Linked DNA regions of Mus musculus: region 1 is linked to region 2. A link is a contact called in public promoter capture Hi-C data. All regions are on one chromosome and are shown on one strand. Each heading gives the region's core, a stretch centred on a gene start, on an enhancer-like site or on the middle of the called end of the contact. The rest is flanking DNA. Distances are from core to core; before and after follow the strand shown.

The links. Capture Hi-C pulls out chosen DNA fragments and counts their contacts.
Region 1: a promoter capture Hi-C map of liver shows a contact between it and region 2. The contact joins the promoter of D2hgdh here to the promoter of Mterf4 in region 2. A contact is called at or near these places in 1 of 115 datasets of contacts at active chromatin or transcription factors (thymic regulatory T cells) and 1 of 9 other capture datasets (liver).

What each region holds. Positions count from the first base shown.
Region 1 is chr1:93,823,089-93,826,832 of GRCm38.p6, forward strand. D2hgdh (D-2-hydroxyglutarate dehydrogenase) reads left to right here and starts at 2,152. Exons shown (of 10, transcript NM_178882.4): 1 at 2,152-2,231; 2 at 3,197-3,552. The coding sequence starts at 3,219.
Region 2 is chr1:93,304,108-93,308,085 of GRCm38.p6, forward strand. It overlaps Mterf4 (mitochondrial transcription termination factor 4), which reads right to left and starts at 1,772. Exons shown (of 4, transcript NM_178051.4): 1 at 1,718-1,772; 2 at 501-999. The coding sequence starts at 1,738. It overlaps Gm28535 (predicted gene 28535), which reads left to right and starts at 1,857. Exons shown (of 3, transcript NR_151531.1): 1 at 1,857-2,000; 2 at 2,436-2,517. It also overlaps the pseudogene Gm7867.

The DNA of each region.
Region 1 (3,744 bases), core at 902-3,401, 520 kb after region 2:
GTCAGCATGAGACCGAGCTTTGCATCCATCATGGGAAACACTTTGTCAGAGGCTGTGGTTTTAGGGGAAGGGTCCAAGATACTGCTGGCTTTGGTGATCGGGTACTGGGTGTTTAAAAGGACCAAATACGTAGGTGTCTTTCCTGAGCCTGTAACTGATTGTCTAAGGGTTACTAATGCTGTGATAAAACACCATGACCTTGGAGACACTCACAGTGCCACATTACTGTTCATCACCAAAGAACGTTAGGACAGAAACTCAAATAGGGCAGGATCCTGGAGGCAGGAGCTGATGCAGAGACCATAGAGAGGTGCTGTTTACTGGCTTGAGTTCATGGCTTGGCTCAGCCTGCTTTCATATAGAATTCAGGACCATTAGCCCAGAGAAGGCCCCACCCACAGTGGGCTGGGCCCTCTCCTATCAATCACTAAGAAAATGCCTTTTTTTTTTTTTAAAGGATTTATTTTATGTATGTGAGTACACCGTTACTGTCTTCAGACACACCAGAAGAGGGCATCAGATCTCATTACAGATGGTTGTGAGTTACTGGGAATTGAACTCAGGACCTCTGGAAGAGCAGTCTTAACCACTGGACCATCTCTCCAGCCCAAAAATGCCATTTTTTATTTTTTAAAGGGAGGGTCGTATTGGAGGTATTTTCTCAACTAAGATTCCTTCCTTTCAGATAACTCTAGCTTGTGTCAAGTTAACAGAACTGTCCAGTACATTGACAGTCTTGATAACTTCTAAATACCCTCAGTGGCCTATGGAGTATGGGCCAACTTGGTAGAAACAGCCCAGTAGAAGCCTCTGGAATGTCCTTTCAACTAGTATGTGTTAACCATGTCCCAATGCCCCTGTCTGATAAACCTGGGAGGGTGAGCAGACCTGAGGGAATTGCTCTTCTGGAGGTACAGCTGTACCTTGATCCCTCCCAGCACACACTGTGTAGCTGTTGATCCCTAAATGCTGCATTCTCTTTTCTTTTTGGTTTATCTGTGTAGTTCTGGCTGTCCTGGAACTTGCTCTGTAGACCAGGCTGGCCTTGAACTCAGAGAGATCTGCCAGCCTCTGCCTCCCAAGTGCTGCGATTAAAGGCATGCACCACCACCACCCAGCATATTCTTATATCCAGTTTGCAAGGACTACCACAGTGCCTTGGCTTTTAGTTGGCACCACTATACCTCTCTGTTCTTGCCTCAGCTTCAGGAGCCTCCTGCTCTTCCCTGGTACAGAGATCTAAAGTAATTATCTTAACATCTTAAAGAAGGTACTTCCAGGCTTGTTCCTCGATGGGAAACGGAAGTGGTTAAGTTGGGAGAAGTGACAGTTTCTGGAGCTGCCCCAGGAAACTGGGAGATGAACCCTGTTTCAGATACCAGGTCTGTCCAGCCAGCAAAATGGAAACTACTGGGGTTATTTATAGCTGAATATAGCTGGGGGATGCTGAAGTAACAGAATAATTGCAAGAAATAGCAATTACCTGTTACCTAGGGCTGGGAGTTGAAGGGAGACAGTATAATTCAGACTCAGCCCAGGAAAACTACTGCTGGGCTGCAGCTCTGTGCCTTGGATTTGCTAAAAGTTACTGCGTACCTGCTTGAGGACTGGGTGGCTGGGCCTGGCCCCAGGAGGTCAGGGATGCTCTGTAGAGCTGGGCTGGCCTTTGTGATCCCTATGGTTAAGCCTCGGGCTTTTGTTGTTTCTTTGAGGGTTGGGCAGAGTCGTGTCTGCTGATGGACCAGTGACTCTAGGTGAGACGGGAAGCCCGGGGAAGAGAGGAAGAGGGCAGAGATTCGTAGGATCGATAGAAGGAGATCGAGGGAGACAGAAATGCCTGGGGAAGAGAGGAGCTTCTAAGGGTGACAGTGGCCCCTGCGGAAAAAGCCACAGTGAACTGAAGATGTGACCGCTTATCTTTTGGGGCTAGTCGGGTGGACCACAATGAGGCCAGTTGGGAAAAGTGCGTGGAGTCGGATTTTGGTCAAAGCAGGATACTCGCCACTTTGGGACCTGGGGGGCACTCAGGTTGGGTCAGCAGGAACATAAACAAGGCCGAAGGTCTGGGAAGGGCGGGGCACACTCAGCAGGGTGGAGTGAGGTAGGAAGGGCGGGCTGACACACATGCGCAGTCTCTCGCTCCACCCCTCTAGTTCAGGCCTACGGTTCTGCAGGGGTGGGAAGCAGGGTGCGGGTGCGGACTCGGTCTTTGCACTCGGACGGAAGCTAGGGTGCGTAGTGGGCTAGCTGTAGTTCCTGGGTGGAGGGTGCTGGTGTCTGAGTCTGTGCAGTCCGGGCTGTGGCCTGTCAAGTGATTGCACAGGTCAGGTGTGAGTTGGGATTGCCGGCAGGGCGAACCTAGTCGCATCGCTTCTCACTTACACCCACGGGCCGTGTGGGCTGGGAGTGCAAATAGTTGGTCCTCCTTGACGTCACAACACATGGCGCATGCGCATGCTCTGCGCATGTCGTGTTGTGTTTTTTCGTCTCAGGTAAGGCGGAAGCAGCAGCCAAATAGAGCGAGCCTTCAGTTGGAAGGCGGCCTCTTCTGGATAGCTACCAGTGTGCGGGCCGGTTTCCTTCCCTTCCCTCTTTTAAGCCATTTTTTGTTGATGTACCCAGGTTTTGTAAAACTGGTGGCAGAGTATTACGTAAAATGTAAAATTCTCCTTTCAATTGTGTTTGGGTGCACAATTCCGGGATACCTTCCTTTTTCTTGCAAAAGTTAAAATACAATGAATGCCCTGGAGAGCCAGCACCGCCCATAGGTATTCACTCAGTGGAGTCTCGGGACTGTAATACTGCAGGGCGAAACATTAAGAACCGAACCCTCCTAAGACTCCAGTCCTCTGCATCCTGCAGCCCCAAGCCGCCCTGTTCTCTAGGCCAGCGAGTCTCAACGTTCCTTGACCACTGGGACCCTCGTGTTTCCGTGAACCCCAACCATAAAACGTTTTCAATGTTACTTCATAACTAATTTTGTTACTGTTATGAAGCACAATGTAAAAAATCTGATGTGCATTATGTCTGATATGTGACTCTCCCAAGGGGTCGCGACCCACAGGTTGAGAACAGCCGCTGTAGGCGGCTTTGTGTAGGTGACTTCAGATGGGGTGCAGAGGTTATTGTGGGGCTTTCTCATTGCTTCATTGCTTACGAATCGCAAATTCAATCTCTCTCCCCCCCCCCCTCCCAGCCCCCTCTCAAGAGCAGGAACAATGGTGCTCCCTCTGGTGTCCAGATGGTCTGCAAGGGTCCTCTGGGCATCTCCAGGATGGAGGAGGACCTACACCCAGAGAGCTTGTGTGGGGTTGAAGCGGCTGGGTTGCCCTCGGGGTGTGTACAGCCCCTTGGCTCACAGAGCATACTCCGTGGTAGCTGGCGGCCCAGAGGTGACGCTGACCCCTGAGCGATATCCGGTGCAACGGCTGCCGTTTTCTACTGTGTCCGAGGAGGACCTGGCTGCATTTGAATGCATCATACCTGGCAGAGTTATCACAGATCCAGAGCAACTGCAGACATGCAACGTTGACTGGCTGAAGACCGTCCGGGGTGAGCCAGGACGTGGGCGAGGGGAACAGATTCCTCGTCCGCTTGCCTCATATCCCTTTGATGACACCACCAAGGTCTTCTGAGAATAAAATCGGCAGATTAAAAGGTGTAGCACTTGGCTAAAGTGAGCACTTGTGGACACGGCTGCCTGCATCTGCTCAGCTTCTTCTTAGCTGGCTCTCACCAAGGGCA
Region 2 (3,978 bases), core at 522-3,021:
CTAACAGCCTTCCAGGAACCGGGCACCATCAGCTCTGAAAGCTGTGTGTGGGATGTTTTTGCGGAGGTCACACATTTGCATACACATACATCACTACCATAGAGCAACACTAACCCACCAAAACCAGACTCCATGTCCCCATTGATCTGGAGCTAGAGATCTCAATGAACACACAGGAGGCTCACTTTGGCCTTGGTTCTCTCTTCTTGGGCTCCTCTATCCCACATCCCCCTTACAACGGCATCTGCAGAGAGCCCACTGCACATCTTCTTGAAGACACTGACCTCTCCTCAGCAAACTTTCCTACCTCACTTCCTCTGAGTAAGGTGTGTTTAGCCCACAGCACACATGCATCCCAGGGTATTGATGAATGCAGCCTAGCTCATTTGTAGGTGACAATTCCATGCCTTACTATCAAAAGGCTGGACATCCCTGCTAGGGTAAGCTATTTTCTCCCTAACTGACTCCTCTCCCTCTATAAAGTCTGCTGCATCTTATACCTTCTCCAAGGCCAAGCTTCCGAAGGTAACTGGAACGCCTCTTCATCTGCATGCTAGACAGTTTCAGCAACTGGGGATTTTTCTTCAAGGCATTAAATACAGGCTCTGGGTTCAACCCCAAGAGTAGGAGTTCTGAAACTATACCCAGCAACTGTTGAGGATGGACACTTGGCTGTATACTAAACAAGCTGTGAATGTGGGCTTCAGCAAAACCCATGTCCTGGAGGGAACGGATGACCTTTTCAGGCTCCAAGGACTCAGGATCCACACAAGGCTTCTGTTCCTCATGAAGACACTGAACAAGTCGTGTCCTGTTTTCTGGTTCCTGCATGTACTTTTGGGGTGTAATGCTGGAAAACTCTTGAAAGCTTCCTCTACCGGGCACTGTAGTCAGTTTGCAAGACAAAGAAGGGCTCATCTGTTTCTGTTCTCTGAGATGAGGGGTCTGCCTAACCAAACAGGCCCAGGAGAGGGCCAGTAGACGATGCCACTCAGGAACCTGTAAGGCAGAGCAAAAACAGAATCAGTCCCACCTCAGAATAATGACCACCACAAGATTACTGAGCCAGTAACCTTGAACCTCAGCTTGACCCTTGGCCCACAAAAGCTAACAGTTTTTGTAAACAATCTGTAAAATCTTCTCTGGGTCTAAAAAGTCTCCAAAGAATAAAAGTAGCATGCAAACGACCGCACTTACTGAAGATATTGAAGCATAAGCAATATCTACATACTGAAGATACAGGGCACGAGCAATAGTATTTGGTTGAAAATTCTGAACCTCAGACTAGCCACCAGACAGGTACACTACCTAATTTCATTCCAACAAAGGATAGTTTTGTTTTGTTTTTCAAGGATCCCTTCCATTAAAAGAAGAATATTTGGGGGAAGGAATCTGTCGATTTGTACACAGTAGCCCCAGGTGTTGGGACTAGCACATAACAAATTAAGCACAGAGCATCCGGTGCCCGCCAGAATGGTCTCAAACACCCCGCTCTTGCCGCTGGTGGTGGTCCAGGCCTCCCTAGCCATTAGGCAGCACACAGCCGAAACTCCGGAGAAGCCAGAAGCTATTCTGAGGGCCACACTGTCTGTGCACACGCCACCCGGGAGCGCTACTGCCACAAGGTGCCCAGACCGGAACACCAAGAACCAGCGTCAGCGCCTCCTGAACGTCCCGCCAACAGCCGCTGTGAGCCCGGGACCTAGGGCAACCTCACCTGCCTTCCCAGCGAAGCCATGGAGACCAAGCGAAGAACAACTGTGAGACCGGAAGAGGCGGTCCTTCCTGGCTCACAACGTCCGGCCTCCGATCTGTGTCCGCCGAACTCCCGGGGTGTGGCGTTCTTTCGTTCCGCAGCCAAGCCCTTGATCCCAGATGCTCGTGCCCAGCACCTGCAGCTTGCAGGTGCAGCTCCCTTTAGTTGGGCATACTCGGTTGCATGGTCTCTGCCAGGAACAAGCAACACTACCTGGGTTTTAAAACTGCTCTTCAGAGTACAGGTGAAACCAAACTACCCCGAAGCGCACACCGTCGTTTTCTGTTGTGAAACTACTTTTACTGGGGCCGGGGGAGGAGGGGAGAATATGACAAAAAACAATCACCTGTGTTAAAGATAGTACAAGGCCAAATAAGATAACGCTGTGATTGTGGAATTAGGATCCTGCAGACCAAAACCAAATTATCATGGATTATTCTTAGCCTTTTTGAAATCCATTCATCGTCCACCTGTCTAACTTAACAGCTTTGTGACAATGAATACCTTTAAAATATATTCCTAGACCAACAATGGTTTTCACCAATCCAAAAGCCAATAGCATCACTAAATAATATCTAAAACTGAGTTAAGTGTTTTCCTAGTTTTGCCTTATCCTTCCTATCTGTGGTCCCCACCAATGTGTCTGGTAAATGCCTTGATTTATGGCTTTATTCTCTAGCTAGTAATATCTCACCTAACTTCATCCATGGTGGAGAATCTTTTGGAAAAACCAAATTTGTGTTCCTGGGCTCATCTTTGAGGTAAGTAGGTTTGTTTGTTTGTTTGTTTGTTTGTTTTTTAACTTTATCTGCATTTATTTTATGCTGAATTTATTCACGTGCCATGAGTTTTTGTTTCTTGTTTCTTCTGGGATATCCTTTTCTTCTGTGCAACCTCCTCTTCTGGCTTTAGAATGATCTGTTCCCTCTCAGTGAGGATCATCTCAATGTGGCAGGGGGAGCTCATGTATGGGTTAATCCGGCCATGAGCTCTGTAGGTTCGTCGGCGCATCTTAGGTGCCTTGTTCACCTGGATGTGTTCAATGACAAGAGAATCTAAATCTAAGCCCTTAAGTTCAGCGTTACTCTCTGCATTTTTAAGCATGTGCAGCAAAAATTCAGCACTCTTTTTTGACCACCGACCAGCCGCATTGTTTGGCCTGGGCGCACCTACTGACTCCACCATTATAACACCGGAATGGCACACATTGCTTCTTTAAAGTGATGTCCTTCAGATACTTGGTGGCTTTGCAGATATGCATACCCTTGATGGCCTGGGCAGATTCCCGGGTGTTCTTAAAGTGAACACGAAGGTTTGAACCTCTTGATTTGCATGATTTTGGGGGGTTTTTCTGGGTCAAGAGAGTAGCGAAACATCTTGGCAGATGACCTCTGGCTGCTTACAGGAAGAGAGGAGGTAAGTAGTTTGTGATGGACACTGTAATACAGCAATAAGTTCTCAGGACAGCCCAAACTCTCCCTGAAATGGTTATGTACAGATCTAGACCCAGATAAAAGTATTTGGTAAGTTCTGTTGTTTACAGACTTGTGTTTAGTCAGCAAGATGGCTCAGGAATTCAGACACTGACCACACCAGCTTGGTGACCTGAGTTTGATTCTAGGGACCCATGCAAAAGTGAAGACACAAACCCACTCCACCGAGCTGTCCTTTGAGACAGACAGACAGACAGACAGACAGACACACACACACACACACACACGAAGGTGTCTGCTATTTTTAAAAAACAGAATATGGCCCAAGTAATGAAATTACAGGGAAAATGACAATAGCCCTCCCAGCCCAGAGGTCTGGCTTCACTTATGGATGGAGCACCAGAAGCTTCCAAACCAACCTCTATGCACTGAATTTGCATCTTAGACATGAAGGTGTCTTAGTCAGGGTTTCTATTCCTGCACAAACATCATGACCAAGAGACAAGTTGGGGAGGAAAGGGTTTAGTCAGCTTACACTTCCACATTGCTGTTCATCACCAAAGGAAGTCAGGACTGGAACTCAAGCAGGTCAGGAAGCAGGAGCTGATGCAGAGGCCATGGAGGGATGTCACTTACTGGCTTGCTTCCCCTGGCTTATTCAGCTTGCTTTCTTAGAGAACCAAGGACTACCAGCCCAGGGATGGTATCACCTACAAGGGGCCCTCCCCCATTGATCACTAATTGAGAAAATGCCTTGCAGCTGGATCTCATGGAGGCATTTCCTCAACT